Regions from separate parts of the Capra hircus genome. Here all the other regions are linked to region 3. A link is a contact called in public Hi-C data. All regions are on one chromosome and are shown on one strand. The core of a region is the stretch at or near the end of the contact, and the rest is flanking DNA. Distances in the headings are between cores, read along the strand shown. Region 1 overlaps RAE1 (mRNA export factor). Region 2 holds the start of RBM38 (RNA-binding protein 38). Region 3 has its middle 30 kb from the start of CTCFL.

Region 1 (2,896 bases), core at 69-2,568, 100 kb before region 3:
CTGCTGGAGGAATGGAGACATCTTTATTGTGTTTGAGAAATATGTTTCTGGTTCTTTCAAAACCCAAAAATGGAGTAAAAGTCGTTTACGTTATTTATGGGATGTTATGCTTTACATGATGATGATATACTTTTTCTCCCCAACTATAGCATCGATGTGTGGCTATTTTTAAAGACAAACAGAACAAGCCGACAGGTTTTGCCCTGGGAAGCATCGAGGGGAGAGTTGCTATCCACTACATCAACCCCCCAAATCCGTAAGTGAGGCCTGGCCAGCTTGCAGATGTTCGTGTGAGACATTTTGTTTTGAAGGAAAGCTAAGTTGGGCCTTTGTTTTTCAGTGCCAAGGATAACTTCACCTTTAAGTGTCATCGATCTAATGGGACCAACACTTCTGCTCCTCAGGACATCTATGCGGTGCGTTTTTAGAAATGTTAATCCTGAGAATGTGTCTAGAAACTAGAGTTGGCGGTGGATAGCTGAGTCATTATGGGATCAGAAAAGATCACTGTCATTGTGTGTATTCATGTGCAGGGATAAATGGCTTACGTGGGAGGTTTCGGTTTTCTGTTTTTATGAACATGTTGACTCTCTTCATTCTCTGTTTCTGAAATGCAAGCTTAGGAGTTTTAGGGAGCAACTTCCACCTGTGTGAGTGCTGGTAGACAGTTGGTACGCTTAGCTAAAACTGAGAAATTTGCTATTTGCTGAAAAAGAAAAAGGTATTTTCCTGAGGTTTGCTTCTTGGTGCCACTAGCTTACATACTTATTAACTTCTGCTGACTTGTGTTTTTAATGAGAGACAAGATTCAGTCCTGGGCTATCAGTTGGTTCAGGAAGCGGGGCTGGTTTCTGATGTGATCAGCAGGCCATCAGCTCTAATGAAATTATGGTTGTTCATTTTATGTTCTCATTGAACCAAGAAGTCTGCGTTGTCAAAAACCCGGTTTTTCCTCCTTTCTCTGCTCCTCATTGTATGTATCCATCTTTTGTAGGTTAACGGAATTGCGTTCCATCCTGTCCATGGCACCCTTGCCACTGTGGGATCTGATGGTAGATTCAGCTTTTGGGACAAAGATGCCAGAACAAAACTAAAGACTTCAGAACAGTTAGATCAGCCGATATCAGCCTGCTGCTTCAATCACAATGGAAACATATTTGCATATGCTTCCAGCTACGACTGGTCAAAGGTGAGAATCCCCAGGCCTGCACTGGCACCGTCCGGCAGCAGAGCCAAGCTCTGGAGTACGGGAGGCCTGAGCTTAGTCGTGAGGCCTCTCCACACGTGCTGTGTGTCTTGCACGTGGCCTGTCACCATCACCTCACTGCAGCAGGAAGCAGCAGGGCCTCCCTCTCAGCCTTTGCCTGAGAACATGCCCACGTGAGGTGCTTGGTCAGCGTAAACCCAGCAGCCGACACTCTGGGGCATCTGAGTCATTCAGGGATGTCGGGGGTTGTTGGGTGAGAGTGACGAGGGCTCGGCAAGGCACCCAGCCTTCACCAGAGGCATAGGCTTTTTGTTTGTTAGCTGTTTGGGGAGGGAAGTTACAGACTGATGGGGTCCTGGTTGTGTTTGAGTCATCCCAGTGCCGTGGTAAAAGAACTGACCCTCGCACTCAGGTTTCAGCCACAGTCTCACCTCCACACGTGTCTGTCTTCACTCGTCCTGCCCCTCTCCCCTCCCATCCCCAACACACTTAACTCCATTCTTCTCTGCCTCTTGTTATTCCATCTTCTCTTCCTGTCCCCTGTCTCATTCTGCGGTCTGTAAGCACACACTTTAGCTGTTCTGAAACAAGCGTTAAGAATCCCAGTGTCTCCTTCCTGATAAACTCGCCCAGAGAGGTAACCACCTGCCCTCTTGTTTCCCCGCCTCTGTCTCTTCCTGTTTCCTGGAGCTGTAGTTGGGATCTCACTGCCTTTGTCCTCGTCCAGTCCAGAAGCTGCTTCTTGTCTGTGTTGGGCACCGTGGGCCACCCCTTCCTCTTCCATTCACAAAGCCTTCTCCCTGGCCTCTTGACATTTCTGTTGTATTCCTACTCCTGACTGCTCGCCCTCTCTGGTGGCTTCTGCTCATCTTCCCAACTCTTGCACGCAGGCCTTTTTCTAGAGTTCTCCTGCAGGTTCCTCAAGGCGCATCTGCATTCATGAAGCACCTCCAGCATAAGCTAGTGGCTCTTGTGTCCAACCTGCCTCCTGACCTTGTGCCCCAGTTCTCCCTGTGTCCCCATCCCAGTGGGGTGTCTGCACCTGGGTACCCCCTGAGCACCTTAGCTTAGGACATAAAAATCGGGTGGATTTTCCGACCTGTCTCCTTTTATCCTCCAGGCTTGCTGCTTCTCCTATGTTCCTCTTTCCTTAAACACCACCTGGTCAGTGGGGCAGAAGTCTTGGAATCGCCTTTGATTCTGCCTCTTTCTCTCAGAAGAGCTGGGCAGTCACTGAGCTGCATCCACTTCACCTGTGTGGTACATCTTGCCCGCTCGGCACACTGTTGACCTGTTCTGCCTGCTCTGGCCTGTGGGAGGCTCAGCCTCTCTGAGCCTTTGCTTCTGTGAGCTGTGCAGCTGCCCCTCCCCCGCCCCCGCCCCCTTTTAAGCAACTTCGCTGGGTTGTAATGGAAATGCAGTAAATTGCACATAACATATGTAAAAAGTATACTTTGATCAGTTTCAGTATCTTTATATACCCAGGAAACCATCATCACAGTCAAGATTAACAAACAGTTATCTCCCAGAACGTTGTGTATTATTGTAATCCTTTCTTTCACACACACACTGATTTCCTCTCTGTTGTTATGGATGAATTTGTGTTTTCTAGAATTCTATGCAGATGGAGTCATACGTAGGTACGCTTTTTTGCTGTTGAGTATGTCACTAGTTCTTTTTACGACTGAG
Region 2 (2,906 bases), core at 353-2,852, 85 kb before region 3:
ATTCTGAAGCAGGTCTTGCTACAGAGTCCCAGCGGTGGGCCCTATGGTTGGGGAAGGGACAAAGAGAATGGCACTGCCCTTTCTGTTTGCTTTCCCCCAGATGTTGCCAACAGAGAGAGGAATCCCGAGCCCTGAGATGGACTTCTGATGAGGCCAGAATTACTTCCCCTGCCCAGTCACTTTATCAGAGGGGCTTCAGGGACCACTCTGGCCATTCCTGGATGGCAGTGCCCTGATTTATTTCCTAATGGGTAATATATTGTATAGTTAAAAATCAGAGATATTACTTTGCCGACAAAGGCCTGTCTAGTCAAAGCTATAGTTTTTCCAGTAAGTCACATATGGATGGGAGAGAGTTGGGACTATAAAGAAAGCTGAGTGCCAAAGAATTGATGCTTTTGAACTGTGGTGTTGGAGAAGACTCTTGAGAGTCCCTTGGGCTGCAAGGAGATCCAACCAGTCAAGCCTGAAGGAAATCAGTCCTGAATATTCCTTGGGAGGACTGATGCTGAAGCTGAAACTCCAATACTTTGGCTATCTGATGCAAAGAACTGACTCATTGGAAAAGACTGATGCTGGGAAAGAGCAAAGGCAGGAGGAAAAGGGGACGACACAGGATGAGATGGTTGGATGGCATCACCGACTCAATGGACATGAGTTTGAGCAAGTTCCGGGAGTTGGTGATGGACAGGGAAGCCCGGCATGCTGCAGTCGATGGGGTTGCAAAGAGTCGGACACGACTGAGCAACTGAACTGAACCCGTTTATTTGTCTTGTTCATAGCGGCTTGGTGGGGCTAGAGTGTGTTCTGTGCATTTCTGCATCCCCCACACCCTAATAAATATTCCTTGAATGAATTATATTCGTGTATATAGATCACACACCCACACTCTAAAATTCCTCGAACTAATTATATTCATGTATATAGACCACAGACACACACACACGCATGCACGCATACACACATACATTCTCAACAAACGGGGCTTCCCAGGTGGCTCTAGTGGTAAAGAACCTGCCTGCCGGTGCAGAAGACATAAGAGATGAGGGTACAGTCTGTGGATTGAAAAGATCTCCTGGAGGAGGGCATGGCAACCCACTCCAGTATTCTTGCCTATAGAATTCCAAGGACAGAGGAACCTGGCAGGGTATAGTCCGTGGCGGTCACAAAGAGTGGGACACTACTGAAACTACTTAGCACCTGTGCATAAAGACAAAACTCATTTCACCTTCAATACGTTGTTGTACTGGAGGCAGCACTGGGAGAAACGTCGACTCACTAAACACGATCTGAATCGTGTACATCTGGTTCGCTAGATTGTGATCTATACGAGGAGAGGGGCCCAGAACCCAGCGAGCACGGAACAGGTGCCCTAGAAAACCCGGATGTTTTCCCTCCGCAAGTGCGCGCCCTGCTCCAAGTGCTTCCCCACCGCACGTGGGGCGCGGTGGGGCGGGACCTGGACTACGCTTCCCGGCGCTCCTCGCGCGCCCGGGGCGGGGCGGGGCTGAGGCTGGGGGCGGGGCCGGCTTTATAGGGAGGGGCCTGGGCGGGCCGGGGGCGGGGCCGGGGCGGGGCCGACTACAAAGCCCGCGGGGCAGGCGCTGAGGCGCAGGGTGCCCGCAACGCCGGCTGGAGCGCAGCGCAGCGCAGTGAGGCGCGCACGGCGGGAGCGGCCCGCGCGTGGACGGGCCTGGCGGCTAGACCGGCGCCCCTGCTGCCCCGCTCGCCCCCCCACCGCCCTCAATGAGCGCAGCCCCACGCGGCCCGGGTCCGTAGGCGGCGGGGCGCCCCCCATGCTGCTGCAGCCCGCGCCGTGCGCCCCGAGCGCGGGCTTCTCGCGGCCCCCGGCCGCCCACGGCGCCATGCACGGCTCGCAGAAGGACACCACGTTCACCAAGATTTTCGTGGGCGGCCTGCCCTACCATACCACCGACGCCTCGCTCAGGAAGTACTTCGAGGGCTTCGGGGACATCGAGGAGGCCGTGGTCATCACCGACCGCCAGACGGGCAAGTCTCGCGGATACGGCTTCGTAAGTGGCCCCGCGGCCGGACGCTCCCGCCCCGCACTTATCGCGGCCGGGGCGCTGAGTCAAGCGGCGGGCGCACGCCAGCCCCGGGCGCCTCCCGCCGGCTCGGCACCTGCTGACCGTTCTCGGGCTGCAGCCGGTCCTGACCCCGTCTCCCTGCCCCCACGCCACGCCGGCTTTAAAAGGGAGAGCCGCTCTGTTCAATTAGGACTCTTCTAAGTTTGTGGAGAGGTTTTGGGGACGGCCGGCTACTTTTCGGCACTTCCTGGAGCAACAAGCGAGCGAGGAACAGGGCTTCACCCTGGGGCACCTAGGAGCCTTTGAGCAACCCGTGTTTTATTTTCCAGCAACTCCCACAGACACCCCAAACAACCTAAGTCAGAGTCGGCCTGAAGACACTTCTCTTACTCCTTTTCTAACTAGGGTGTCCCCAAACCCCTCCCGTGAGGAAACTGGTGGTCCCCACGGGCCGGGTAGGCCAGGCCAGGACCCCTCCCTCCCTTCGGGTTTCGCTGTCGTCCCAGGGGATTGTTTTTGCCCTTCAAGGCCGCGTTTCTTAGCGCTTGAACTCGGAGGGAGGAGCTGGGGTCCAAGGGCAGCTTTGGGGTGGGGGCCCTAGGCTGGACGGGGGCTGGGCGGATGCCTTGGGTAGCGGGCACCTGGAGTCAGGAGAAGTGAATGCCGGGGTGCCTGGGCTCTAGAGCCCACTCTCTGCTTCCCCCACCTTCTGGGGAAGCCCCTGATGCCTCTGTGCTCCTCCAGGTGACCATGGCCGACCGGGCAGCCGCAGAGAGGGCTTGCAAAGACCCTAACCCCAACATCGATGGTCGCAAGGCGAACGTGAACTTGGCCTATCTGGGTGCCAAGCCGCGCAGC
Region 3 (2,700 bases), core at 75-2,574:
AATGTTTGAAGGCTCCATATTTCCATGACTAATTTCTGATTCTTCATGAAATTTTGTTTTTTTTTAAAGATGCGTACTTAAGTTTATTTTTCCTTATTTATTTATTTTTGCTGTACCATGAAGCGTGTGGCATCTTAGATCCCTGACGAGAGATAGAACCCATGTCCCTCCAGTGGAAGTGCAGAGTCTTAACCACTGGACCACCATGGAGGTCCCTTCAAGAAATTGTTTAACATCAAAATTTTAAAAGAATGTGAGCAAGTATCTATCTGTTCCTACCCACCCATCCATCCATCCTGATGTTATACATCCTGTTGCAATACAGGGTAGGGATAATTTTTAAGAAGATCCAGCTCTTCTTATTCTGAAATGGGTCTGTGTTATTATCCCGACACAGGGCAAATGCAGTCGGACCAATGCATTTTCAAATGTCCATTCTCTACATGGCATGTCTACCGTCAGCCTGGTAGAAACTGCTGTGCGGTTGGCAGACCCTGAATCTTATTGCTGTCTCCCTCTTCTTATGCTCTGCCACCACGAAACAGATGTCCCAGGCCACCTGAGTGTGGGACCTCAGTGCCGAACCACGGAGGAGGCCCAGCAGACTCCAGAACCCAGGTCACCTGTTGCTTCCAGAGCTCTGTCTCCTTCCGTTCCCAGGAGGGCAAAAGCCGTTGCCAGGCCACCAGAGGGCTGCCGAGGTGCCCTTTGTGGGGTAGAACCATACAGAGCAAATCCCTCAGATCCTGGTACTGAAAGCATCTTCAGTTTTTCCAACATCGGTGAAAGCACGGAAGCAGCGCAGCCTGGAGGGCAGATGATGCCGAGCTGGCTCAGCCACAGCACTGCCAGTGGAAAATGCCAGTTCTCGGGTGTCACTCAGAGCCGTTCACTTCGTGTGCTGGGGTGTCCCGTCCGGGAGTCTGTGATTTTCGCAAGCCCCTGGACAGTCCCAGTGCCCAGAGAGATTTCTGAACTCTGTGGCTGAGGGCCTTGAAGGAGCAGGGACTCCACCCCCGCCCCCAGGACAGGATCAAGTGACAAGTGTGTTGTGCGGTGGCACTCGAGGAGGGGACCCATGCTGGCCAGTGGGGGACCAGGTGACCAGAGCAGCGAGAAGCACACCCCCCCAAGTGACAGGTGACGCTGTTCCGAGCGGGACCCAGGCCCTCTGCACAGACAGGCTGCCCGCTGAGCAGAAGCACCTCCAGAGAACTGGGGTGTCGCCTGCAGACACAGGCTCCGGTCCAGGCGGGACCGTCCAGCCGTCCTCACTGCGTGCCTGCAGCTCTGGCCACTCCGCCTGTTCCCGAGAACACCCCCCTCTCCACCCCTCGGCTCTTCCAGCAGAAGCGCCGGGCTCCCCCTGCTGCTCGTGACCGCGTCTGCTCTTCCCAAGCCCTGAAAACAGGACTTTCATTTTGTGCTGGGGCTTCCGAGGGAATTCAATTGGGTTCACGATATTATGAACAGCTTCTGGATTACATCCTAAAATCCAGGCACACAAAGTTGAAAAAAGAGTGCCAGCAACTGTGGCCACTTCTAGGGAGACCATCACACCAGGTGACATTTTGGCCTCCAGGGCTCTTCCCGGTTAAAATCATTCCAGAGATTTCACTGCTAAGTTGGGCATGTCTGCTAATAAAACTCAACTTCCGCTTCTCCGAAAGACTCCTACTTTCAAATATTAGCTTCTTTATTTAGGGAGTTGGCAACAGGCTTGATAACAGCACTCCGCGGCCAGGATGGAAAAAGCCTAACTGTTCCTGTATTCCATTTAAAATTGATTTTTGATGCCTGGGGCAGCTGTATTTAAATCTTGCTACAACCAGCAGCAAACTCAGGCATGCTTGTGTCATGAAAGGTTTTTATTTTTTTCCGCTTAAGGCAAATTCTTTAACTGACAAAATACTCTTATGTCGTAGAAAAATCCTAGAATCCCATTTAGAATTGTTTTGTCAGCGTTCACCGATGATTCCAATGCCATCAACCGGCTACTCTCATTTTTAGGGTGAAGCGGTTCTCATGCTTTGAAATACTAGACGGGCTTCTCGCTACAAACAGATTCAAGTTTAGATTTCAGATGGTCATTAAGTGAAAGGACTACCCTCAGAAAAGGTTAAACACAGCTTTTCCCATCGAATTAGTGATCGAAGCTGATGGACTTAGAGCAATTCATTGTCTAATGCCCTGTTTTCTGTTATTACCTTTCTGATGTTGGTAGTTCAGGCACTGGGATGTAATTATAATAATTATGAGGATGAGTCTTTTAATCAGTGACCTCTGGACTCGTCTACAAACTGTCACCCTTCATTAACAGGAAATGACATCACGTTGCAGCTCAACCATTTGGCTGCTACGCAGGGCAGTATTCTACCATGACAGCTATTTGCAGCCACCCTATCTCGTCTCCTGTGACTGGCTCCTAGCCACTGGGGCTCAATAAAGAGTTTTTTTTTTCCTTTACTGGATTTTTTGTCTCAGCAAGCACGGTGAGCATCCCGCACAGCACTTAATCTGCAACTGCTCAGAAAAACAAGCACATGTGTCTTTTGACATCCTGAATTGCGCTTACTATAAAAGACAATGATTTATGGAAACAAGGCTTATAATCATAGCCATGCCTTGGAAATGATAGAAAAGCTACCTAAGTCACACCCGGAACGAGGCTGCCTCTTAAGATCTGTTTTATCTGTTACA

What was found. Hi-C and Micro-C count contacts between places; a contact is called where the count stands out from the background.
Region 1: a Hi-C map of liver shows a contact between it and region 3, with 4 times the contacts expected there. The contact joins two enhancer-like sites. A contact is called at or near these places in 2 of 5 Hi-C or Micro-C datasets (blood and liver).
Region 2: a contact with region 3 is called in a Hi-C map of blood, with 3 times the contacts expected there. The contact joins the promoter of RBM38 here to the enhancer-like site in region 3. A contact is called at or near these places in 3 of 5 Hi-C or Micro-C datasets (all in blood).

What each region holds. Positions count from the first base shown.
Region 1 is chr13:58,081,528-58,084,423 of ARS1.2, reverse strand. RAE1 (mRNA export factor) reads left to right here. Exons shown (of 12, transcript XM_005688315.3): 9 at 150-256; 10 at 341-416; 11 at 995-1,189. Among named protein-coding and RNA genes, the nearest start is that of RAE1, 14 kb to the left of the region's middle. Within about 2 kb of position 1,318, at least 1 of the 5 cell types and tissues checked has an H3K27ac peak or open chromatin away from gene starts, as enhancers often do.
Region 2 is chr13:58,064,570-58,067,475 of ARS1.2, reverse strand. It overlaps RBM38 (RNA-binding protein 38), which reads left to right and starts at 1,602. Exons shown (of 4, transcript XM_018057629.1): 1 at 1,602-2,033; 2 at 2,793-2,906. The coding sequence starts at 1,797.
Region 3 is chr13:57,979,220-57,981,919 of ARS1.2, reverse strand. No RefSeq gene overlaps it. Among named protein-coding and RNA genes, the nearest start is that of CTCFL, 30 kb to the right of the region's middle. Within about 2 kb of position 1,324, at least 3 of the 5 cell types and tissues checked have an H3K27ac peak or open chromatin away from gene starts, as enhancers often do.